Linked DNA regions of Muntiacus reevesi: region 1 is linked to region 2. A link is a contact called in public Hi-C data. All regions are on one chromosome and are shown on one strand. The core of a region is the stretch at or near the end of the contact, and the rest is flanking DNA. Distances in the headings are between cores, read along the strand shown. Region 1 holds the start of ZNF772 (zinc finger protein 772). Region 2 holds the start of ZNF264 (zinc finger protein 264).

What was found. Hi-C and Micro-C count contacts between places; a contact is called where the count stands out from the background.
Region 1: a Hi-C map of blood shows a contact between it and region 2, with 2.6 times the contacts expected there. The contact joins the promoter of ZNF772 here to the promoter of ZNF264 in region 2. A contact is called at or near these places in 2 of 3 Hi-C or Micro-C datasets (blood and muscle).

Annotation. Positions count from the first base shown.
Region 1 is chr2:279,510,887-279,516,006 of mMunRee1.1, reverse strand. It overlaps ZNF772 (zinc finger protein 772), which reads left to right and starts at 3,659. Exons shown (of 3, transcript XM_065926914.1): 1 at 3,659-3,897. The coding sequence starts at 3,865.
Region 2 is chr2:279,255,359-279,260,257 of mMunRee1.1, reverse strand. ZNF264 (zinc finger protein 264) reads right to left here and starts at 2,421. Exons shown (of 5, transcript XM_065926878.1): 1 at 2,055-2,421; 2 at 667-854; 3 at 225-351. The coding sequence starts at 702.

The DNA.
Region 1 (5,120 bases), core at 2,410-4,909, 250 kb before region 2:
TGGCCACCTGATGCAAAGAGCTGACTCATTTGAAAAGACCCTGATGCTGGGAAAGGTTGAAGTCAGGAGGAGAAGGGGACGACAGAGGATGAGATGGCTGGATGGCATCATTGACTCAATGAACATGAGTTTGGGTAAACTCCGGGAGTTGGAGATGGACAGGGAGGCCTGGCAAGCTGCGCCTGGGGTCACAGAGTCAGACATGACTGAACAACTGAACTGAACTGAATAATGGAAACAGTGACAGACTTTATTTTTGGGAGGCTCCAAAATCACTGCAGTTGGTGACTGCAGCCATGAAATTAAAATGACACTTGCTCCTTGGAGCAAAGGTTGAGCAACAACAACTCCTCCTTTTGGTTATGTCCTGTACAAAGTAGGGCTTGTACCCACCACGAATCTATGAAAGGGAATACAAATGGGCATGCGCTCAAGGCTGATTAGCAATTGTAATTTACATAACAGCAGGCTTTGTTGTTTATATCTCCCCATAATTCCACCTATGATAATTAGGTGTAGACTAGTCATAAACCCTTTATCAGCTCCTAACTGCCTAACTGCCCAAGGTTACTTGGAGAAGCTCCTGTGGTCATTTTGTATCCGCAGAGTGCCTAGGGCACATGAGTAGTAGTTGAAAAGTCTCTGCAGTTATTTTGTAGCATATATGTGAGTTCTGGGTATGTCTGGAATGGAGTTTAGAGATCAGCTTGCATCCCTTTCAGGCAGGCCTCCCCTCAACACTCATGTCTAACATTCTACCCAATACAACTAACCACCCTCCCTGACTTTCCAGTTTTTCTTAAAACTTTTAGGGAGTTCAGGGTTTTGGGCATGAGACATCCATTTCCTTACCTGTCTCTGCAGTGAACCTTTCACTGCTCCAAAACCCTACATTTTGGTATAATTTGGCCTCACTGTTGGTGGGCCACACAGACTTGCATTGAGTAACAGCGCTGCAGATATTGTGGTGGAGGAGAAATCATAGTGAGAAACTCTGCCAGACTCTCTAAAGACCATCCTTATTGTAGATGGGCTTGTATTTCAATGTCCCTGGGCAGCTGGTGCTCCAGTATTTCATTCTCTTGAAGGACTTAAAGAGGATCTTGAGGACCATAAGAAAGTGGTTTCCTTAGAGTGAACCAATTATATGTTACCAAGTGTCCTTTGCCAGTGCTATGCCCAATATAAAAAACCTGGTGATGAAGCAAAGACTGAGTTCTGAATGTAGGTGATGATATAGTCAAGGATCCCAAAAAACAAAAGCAAATAAAAAAACACATCAGTACATACACAACTCAATATGGCCTTGGCACCTGGCAAAGTAGTTTTATCAACAAAGGAGTACCAGCTCTGGCATCCCACGAAGGGGAGATGTTTTTATCTTTATCTCAAAAATGGACAGTCTTTACTTCTGGTCAGTGTATTCTTTTCTTTAATAACTAATGCAGATATGCAGTGCATATTTGATAAGCCACAAACAGGCTGTTTTGATTAGCCTAAAGTTCAAGTTAAATTATTGTATAAGCCAGAATGACTTTCCCATAACTTCAGTCACTTCAGTTCAGTTGCTCAGTTGTGTCCCTTTGCGACTCCTTGGACTGCAGCATGCCAGGCTTCCCTGTCCATCCCATACCTTAGTAAATGAAAATTTCTCTGGTCACTTTTCTCTTCTGATATTTTTGATACCTAAAATGAATTGAATACATCTGTGTATACAGAGTGAGAAATATTTCTGTAATAGGGGTAGGGCAGACCCTAGCTAAAGCAGTCCCACTAAGCCATTGGTTTCAGGGGTGCAGTGAACCCTCCACCTCTTCTGTATAAAAGTAACCTGCATCCAGACTGAGGGAAGATGGTTTTTTTGAGATGCCAGCCTGCCATCTTCTAGGTCTGCTAGCTTTCTGAATAAAGTCATCATTCCTTGTTCCAACAATGTCTTCATTGTCTTCCAGTTTATTGGCCTGTAATACAGTGAGCAGAGTAAGCTTGGGCCCCATAACATATCTTATAAAAAAAGTGTTAATTCCTGGGTTAGACACAAAAACTAATTGTAATGGCAGGACAAATAGTTTCTAGAGTAACCAGAGACACCAGAGTTGTCCACCTGTTCGGTAGCACCCCAAATCCCTACTGCACTTTCATGTCATGGTGGCCATGTCTGGAGTCTCTGTTGCTCTTGTTTCTGACTAAATCCTGAGGCCCACAGAAGCAATCGTAGCGCTTCACAATCCGGGTGTACATTTGATAACAACATACTATATATTAGCTTCCCACTATAGAGGTCTGATTTGTGTTAGCATCTGGTGTGTTCATTTGATTTTTCTGATGAGCATTCTCCATGTTGCTCAGTCGTGTCTGACTTTTTTTGCGACCCCATGGACTGCACCATGCCAGGCTTTCCTGTCCATCACCAATTCCCAGAGCTTGCTCAAACCCATGTCCATTGAGTCGGTGGTGCCATCCAACCATCTCATCCTCTGTCATCCCATTCTCCTCCCGCCTTCAATCTTTCCCAGCATTAGGGTCTTTTCCAGTGAGTCAGTTCTTCACATCAGGTGGCCAAAGGATTGGAGTTTCAGGTTGAACATCAGTCCTTCCAATGAATATTCAGGACTAATTTCCTGTACTCCAAAATCATTGCAGATAGTGACTGCAGTCATGAAATTAAAAGACGCTTGCTCCTTGGAAGGGAAGTTATGACAAACCTAGACAGCATATTAAAAAGCAGAGATATTACTTTGCCAACGAAGGTCCGTCTAGACAAGGCTATGATTTTTCCAGTAGTCGTGTATGGATGTGAGAGTTGGACTAAAAAGAAAGCTGAGCGCCAAAGAATTGATCCTTTTGAACTGTGGTGTTGGAGGAGACTCTTGAGAGTCCCTTGGACTGCAAGGAGATCCAACCAGTCCATCCTAAAGGAGATCAGTTCTGGGTGTTCATTGGAAGGACTGATGTTGAAGCTGAAACTCCGGTGCTTTGGCCACTTGAGGTGAAGAGCTCGGGTGAAAAGCTGAGAGCTCATTGGAGAAGACCCTGATGCTGGGAGTGATTGAGGGCAGGAGGAGAAGGGGATGACAGAGGATGATATGGTTGGATGGCATCACCGACTCAATGACATGAATTTGGGTAAACTCCGGGAGTTGGTGATGGACAGGGAGGCCTGGCATGCTGCAGTCCATGGGGCTGTGAAGAGTCGGGCACTGAGCGACAACTGAACTGGCTGGATCTCCTTGCAGTCCAAGGGTCTCTCAAGAGTCTTCTCCAACACCACAGTTCAAAAGCATCAATTCTTCGGCGCTCAGCTTTGTTTATAGTTCAATTCTCACATCCATACATGAGTACTGAACGTTTCTGTGTTGCGTTATAGAATACACTCCCTGGAAATATAGGCGTGCCTCCTTTAAGAGGATGCAACGCTTTGCCTAATCCTCAAACTGAAAGAAACCTTTTCCACGCGGTGTTAGCTAGGTAGCTCCACTTGTGACCTGGAGGTGGCGCCGATGCCCCACTTCATCGTTGGTGCTGTGGGAACTACATTACCCAGGAGTCTCGGCAGCTCTGGGCCAATGAAGCCCCAAGAAAGAGGAGTTTCCGTTCACAGGGACGATGCCTGGGCGGGACTTCCTGTTCTCGTTTTGGGCGGACATATTGTTTGCTTTCGGATTAGTCCGCCAGCTCCGGCTCCAGAAGGCTACGTCACACAGGAGGTGACGCGAGGCGGAAAACGTGAGCGGCGTTGTTGCTCTGAAGAGCGGCGGACTTGAGGCTTGGTAGCGGCAGTGCTCGGGTGGCCCGGCCGCCGGAGCCCGGCACCTAGCACCTGTCGCTCTGTAGCTGCTCGTCTTCCCCAGTCCTCGGGTGCCGATGGCGGCCGCCGTGCTGACGGACCCGGCGCAGGTGGGTGCTGCGCCCCCGGGTCCTCCCTCGACCTCCGTCTCTGAATCCTGAAGCCTCGAAAGAAGGAAGCCTCAGAGCCCCAGCTCTGGGCCCTGTGTCCCGACTGTGGGGGCGCTCTTGGGCGGACATTTCTGACAGCCCGCGTGATGGGATGACAGGACGTTACAGAAGGTGGGGCCGGAATGTGCAGAGCATTTGGGAAACCTGGAGTCTGAGTCTTTGGTGTCTGAAAAGATCAGAGGGTCGGAGCAGCTGTGCCTTCATTCTGAAGGTGATGGGAGCACGGAAGGTTCTAAACAGACCACCAAAGATGATCTAAAATGTAGACTGTCCAGGTGTGAACAGACTTGACCTGAGAGTGGGGACAGTGGAGCCCAGCAATGTGGAGGGGTAGTCCAAGGCCGCGCGGTTGTTAGATGGCCCTGAGGACACACAGGGTGTCCTGTCACACAGGGTGGACTGCACACAGGGTGGACTGTCAGCCTCAGGTCCTTGTGGCAGAGCAGCAACAGGAGAGAGGCCTGAGGCTCTCGTGGGGCTCTTTCGTGGTTGCTTCTCTCTCACAGTCTCCCTGTACCTACAGGTTCTCCGACCTCGGAAGTAATTATGGGGTTTATACAGGTGAGACAGGATGTCCCGTCTCTTATCGATTCCACCTTCACCCTCACCCATCAGGGTTCCAGGATTGTGATGTCATAGAACACTTTACCTTGTACTCTCCCAGCTCTTGAGTCTGAAGACCCCTGAGAAACACCAAGCTCAGAGTTTTTTCAGTCCAGTCCAGGAGTTATATGGCAGGGCTCTGACTCCTGGTGACCATTGGAATAAGGTGTTTCAGTTTTTCTAGGCACAGGAACCAGCATACCTGATGGTGAGATTGAATTGGGAATTTTTTTTTAAATACAGATCTTTACCAAGTCTGGTAGCAGGAGTGAGGCCTGAAATGGCCAACTGAGCAGCTAGGCCTCTGTTCTGAGGGTCCTGTAGCCATGGCAGATGTGGAGCAGAGGAGGGAGGTGATCTGATCTGATCTCCATTTTCACAGCTTCCCTGTAGATTCCAGGTTTGATCTCTGGGTTTGGAAGATCCCTTGGAGAAGGAAATGGCAATCCACTCCAGTGTTCTTGCTTGGGAAATCCCATGGACAGAGGAGCCTGGCAGGCTACAATTCATGCGGTCGGAAAGAGTTGGGCACACGTTAGTGACTATACAGCAACAACGAC
Region 2 (4,899 bases), core at 1,172-3,671:
CCCATGTGGCCCGGCTGGAAAAGCTGCCTTTGGGCTCTGCAGAACATTCACTTCTTTCCACCACTTTCTAAGAGCCAAAGGGGAACTTTATTCAAAGAGACACAGAGACAGCAGGCAAGAGGAAGTGAATCTCAGACATGAGTGAAGCTGCATGGCGGGTAGGCTTCTGGATCAGCTAGGCATGGCGCTAGAGCGTGCCTGCAGGGCTGAGTGAGAGGTCTTACCCAGAGACATCAGGAGCCCGCACGTCTCCAGCATCACCTCCTGGTACAGCGTCCTCTGGGCCGGGTCTAGATGGCCCCACTCCTCCTGGGTGAAGGTCACAGCCACGTCATCAAAGGTCACACACACCTGTCAAGCAGAGGTAGCAGAGCTCATTTCTACAAGGTTGGTAAAGGTGCAGAGAGATCAAGACCTTAACCATGGAGCACTGCCTGAGGGCTAGATCTAGGCTGGGCTGAAGGGGAGATGAACAATGTTTTGGACATGATACAGCAGTGTATTACGAAGTCTGTAAGAGATGCCTCCTATGCAGGGCCACTGGAAAGTCACACAAGACAATGGAAGTGACGTGTGGGCTGGGAAATGCAGACAGGGCTCTAGGACATCAGAGGAATGAGTACATAATGGTAGTAACAGTATCGATAATGGTGACAGCAGCAGTACCTGCGCCTCCCTGGTCCTGCTAACTGCCTGACCCATGCTGAGGGCGTCACATCCTGGTTAAAGCAATTACAAGTGCCCAGTTCTTTTGTGGGTCTCCCGTGGTTTGCATCCAAACTCTTGAAACCCGAGACTTGCCAGGTGTGTTATCGTGGAGACATCATTCACTTCATCTCTCTGAGCCTCCGTTTCTGGATCAATACAATAACAGTTCCCACTTAACCAGTAACTGTCGTGAGCTTTAGAAAAGTATTCAACATTCCACGGGCTTTGGCATTTTCCTTGATTTTCCCACAGGCTCTGAGTAAATCTCTCATCACCTCCATGCCAGTCAATGACCTGAGGCTAAGGGAGCTCCACCAATCCACCCAACCGTGTGTCCTACAAACCAAAGGCAAGACTTTTAACGCAGGCCAGTGTAATTCAGGGTCTAACAGTGTAACCTGACATTCTTTCACCAAAGTGAACACCTAGTGATGAGGCTGTGAGGCATTTACAGGAAATGTTTGCTGTTAAATCCATTTCATCATGCCTGAAAATATTTCTGTGAACATGGACAGAGGAGCAGAGCCTTCATCACAGACCTCCTGGGATAAACGCCTGAAGGGGTGGATCTACCTGGGTAATGGCAGGGTCTGGACCAACTCCCTAGCCCCTCCTGGGTCCCGAAACTCCCAGGGAGATTCCGCAACGAACCGTTTAGCCTCTTTCTTCCTGGGCCCTGCCAAAACTCACCCCGTGCCAGGACTACGCCAGACCGGGGAGCAGAAGTGGCCAAGGCTAACGCTCGCTTTGGCCATGAGATTGGCCACCATGGCTGACCTGGCTGAAAGTGAGGGTAACATTCGGCAAAGCCCCACAGGATCTCGCCCACTCGAGACACGTCTCAGCATCTGGGAGGAACCATGGCAACCTCGCGGGCCTTCCATAACTTGACTTTGTCGGTGCACTCATCTCGCCCTCCAACGCCCAAGGCCGCCAGGTGGAGTAACACCAGGGGAAAGGGGGGTGGGGCAGGGTGTATCCTCGCAGTACACGGTGGGGTTGGGGGTTTACCAAATATGATGGGGGCTCCTCAGGTGGTTCAGCGATTACATAAAGAAAAAGAAGCCGCCGCCCATGGAGAGGGGAGCCTGGCGGGCTACAGTCCATGGGGTCGCAAGAGTCGGACACGACTGAGCGACTGAATAACAACCTGGAGGAGGCAGCAGTCATTTCTCTACAACTTCTGGGCACCTGTCAGAGCCCAGCAGCTTTCAAGACCGGGAATACATAAGTGACAAAGCGGCTCCACAAACCAGAGCAGACGGCCGCGGGGACACATCCGGCGTGCCTGCCGGAACCGCCTCAGTGCTCGAAAATGAGCGGTACCGTCACTGGCGTCCACGCACCTGGGTCCGGTGGGTCGGCACCGCCATGACGGGAGCTGCGGTCCAGGCCGCCCGGGGCGGCCCGCTGCCCCTCGCCTCCGCCCGTCTGGGCTGGGCGACCTCGGCTGACCGCCGCCCTCCGCGAACAAGCCGCCCCAGAGCCGGGCGCCGCCCTCGTGAACGCGGAGACCAGGGGCGCTGCTGAGGCCCGCACAGGCCGCGGGCCGGCGGGTGACCAGGGCACGCCACAGCCTAGGGACTCACGACCCGTTCAAAGGCACGAAGGGGATCCGCACCCCTCTGCTCAGGCCCCACGAAAGGCCTGGGGAGCCGCGCTGGCCCAGGTCTCCGCCCGTCGAATCCTGCCGGGAGCTAACCCTGTAGGCAAATGGCGTCCGCAGAGAGAAACCGGAAGTCCCGCCCACGCCTCAGGAAACGTCCCTACGTCATTGGCCAGCGCCCGCCTCAGGCGCACAGCCTCTGGGTAAGGTAGTCTCCGCTAGATCCGCGAAGGCGAGGAGCGGGGTAACCAGCGGGCTATTCCTCCACAGAAAAAGCTGAGGCCGGCCTAGACGTGCTTCTTCATACTGGATTCAAGTCGGGTGGACGAGGGGCCGGGGGCGAGAGGGTCTGTGCAGTGACCCAGGGAAACTGAGGCTAGCAGTGCTGGGACATTCGCCCCCGGTGGGGCCAAATGCAAAGGGTATGGGGCTGTGACCTGGGCTTGCAGCTGGCCGAGTGGTTTTCCTTACCCCGCTGCTCCTTCCTGGATCCTCTCTCTCTCTCTCTCTCCTTTTTTTTTTTGTTACTCAGCGAGGCTTCTGGGCTCTTAGTTTCCCGACCGGAGATGGAACCCGCATCCCTGCGGTGGAAACTCGGGGTCCTAATTGAGGTAGGAGCTAGATGGGCTTCAGGTTAGACGTTTACAACTAGCCTCCTGTTTGCATTTCCAGACACAAAATGTAGGTGGACTCCAGTCAAGGCATTTAAAATCAGCCCCCTGTTTGCCCTTCAAAATGGAAGTAACAGAAACGGTAACTATAGAGTCTTTGTTTCTTGTACACTGTGTTCAGTTCTGTCCGACTCTGCGACCCCATGGACTGTAGCCCGGCAGGCTTGTGTGTCCGTGGGATTTTCCCAAACAAGAATACTGGAGTGGGTTGCAGGACTGAACCCTTGTCTCTGGCGTCTCCAGCATTGCAGACAGAGTCTTTACCACCTGGGAAGCTCTTGTAAATGCCTTAAGATAATAGTCATGGCAAAGACAAGGGGGTAAAACCCTGTTTGGGTAAAGTATCCTCCTTTTTTGGGACAAAGGAGACACTGCACATGAGCAGAAAGGCTCCTTGGGGTCAAAAGTCAGGGGATAACACCAGGCCATGATGCGTCTCCTTCCAGAAGCCTTCACTTCAAGATCCATCTTGGCTGAGGGGGGTGTGTGTGTGTGTGCACCCAGGGGAGGGTCCTGAGACAGTTTAGCCAGGAGCGGGGTACAAAGTGAGATGATTGGCCAGAGGGAAGACAAAGACCCAGAGGGAAGACAAAGACCCAGAAAGCTGCCCCCTTGTAAAGGATTTAAACTTCCCAAAGTCATGACTCTTAAGTTTGCCCATGCACCTTTCTGCATGTATTTTTCAATAAACTTTTTACTTTACACTTTACTTTCTGCCTCCTTGCCTGAATTCATTCTTGACTAGGCATGCAAGGACTGGGGACTCAAGCCCTAACTGCTGGCCCCTGTGGTCCAGTGGTTAGGACTCCTGATCCGGAAAACGAAGACCTTGCTTCCAGCTACTGTTCACTGCCACTTACTAGTGTGTGCCTCCAAAATCATAACCACTGGACCACCAGCGAATTCCCGAGAGCCTCTTCTCGAAACCTAGCAGGACTGTGTGGAGCCTCCTCCACCACCACACCTCTCTGTGTCCCTACTTCTCGTTTGTGGCAGCAGCTTTAGTTGACTTGGCCTCCCTGATTTCCAAACGGTGGGCTCCAACAGCTAATCATTTTAAGAGGCAACAATTTGAACAAAGAAGAGGCAGTCAAACAGAGAAGGAGAAAATAACTTAAGCAATACGTCAATCTGTAGGACAGGGTCATAAGAGCTTAGCTCTCCTCAAGGAAGACAGTTAACAATATCTGAAACAATTTTTAAGTTGTTTTTTTATAGAAACCAAATTCCCACCAGGTGGAAACTGCTGACCTCAAACGCATAGACCACAGACTGCTTGGAATCAGAAGATTGATGGTCAGATTCCTGAACACCACCCTGCTACCTCAGCACCAAACAATCAGGAAATTCTCCATGAGCTGATCATGCATCCTGGGACCCTCTCCGCTAACACTGTCTTTAAAAACCCTTGCCTGGGGACTTCCCTGGTGGTCCAGGGGTTAGGAATCTGCCTGCCAGTGCAGTGGACATGGGGTCGATCCCCTGGTCCGAGAACTAAGATCCCACATGCTGCAGGGTCACCAACTATTGAAGCCGTCATGCTCTAGAGCCTGTGGTCAGCAACAAGAGAAGCCGCCACAACTCAAGAGTAGCCTGCAGTCTCTGCAACTAGAGAAAGCCTGAGCATAGCAATGAAGAGCCTGTGTGCCGGAAGACCCAGTGCAGCCAAATACTAATTAATTAATTATAAGTAAATGTGTTTTTTAAAAATAAAAACCCTCGCCTGAAGTCATCAAGGTGTTCAGGTCTTTTGAGTGTGAGCTCCCCATTCTCCTTGGTTTTCACCCTGAGATAAACGCTGTGCATTCGCCACAACCCAGTGTCAGGTTGGCTTTGCTGTGGATGGAGTGAGTGAACCTGAGTTTGGCTTGGTAGCATTCTAGGGGAACAGATTTTTTTTAAAGTAGCTTAAAA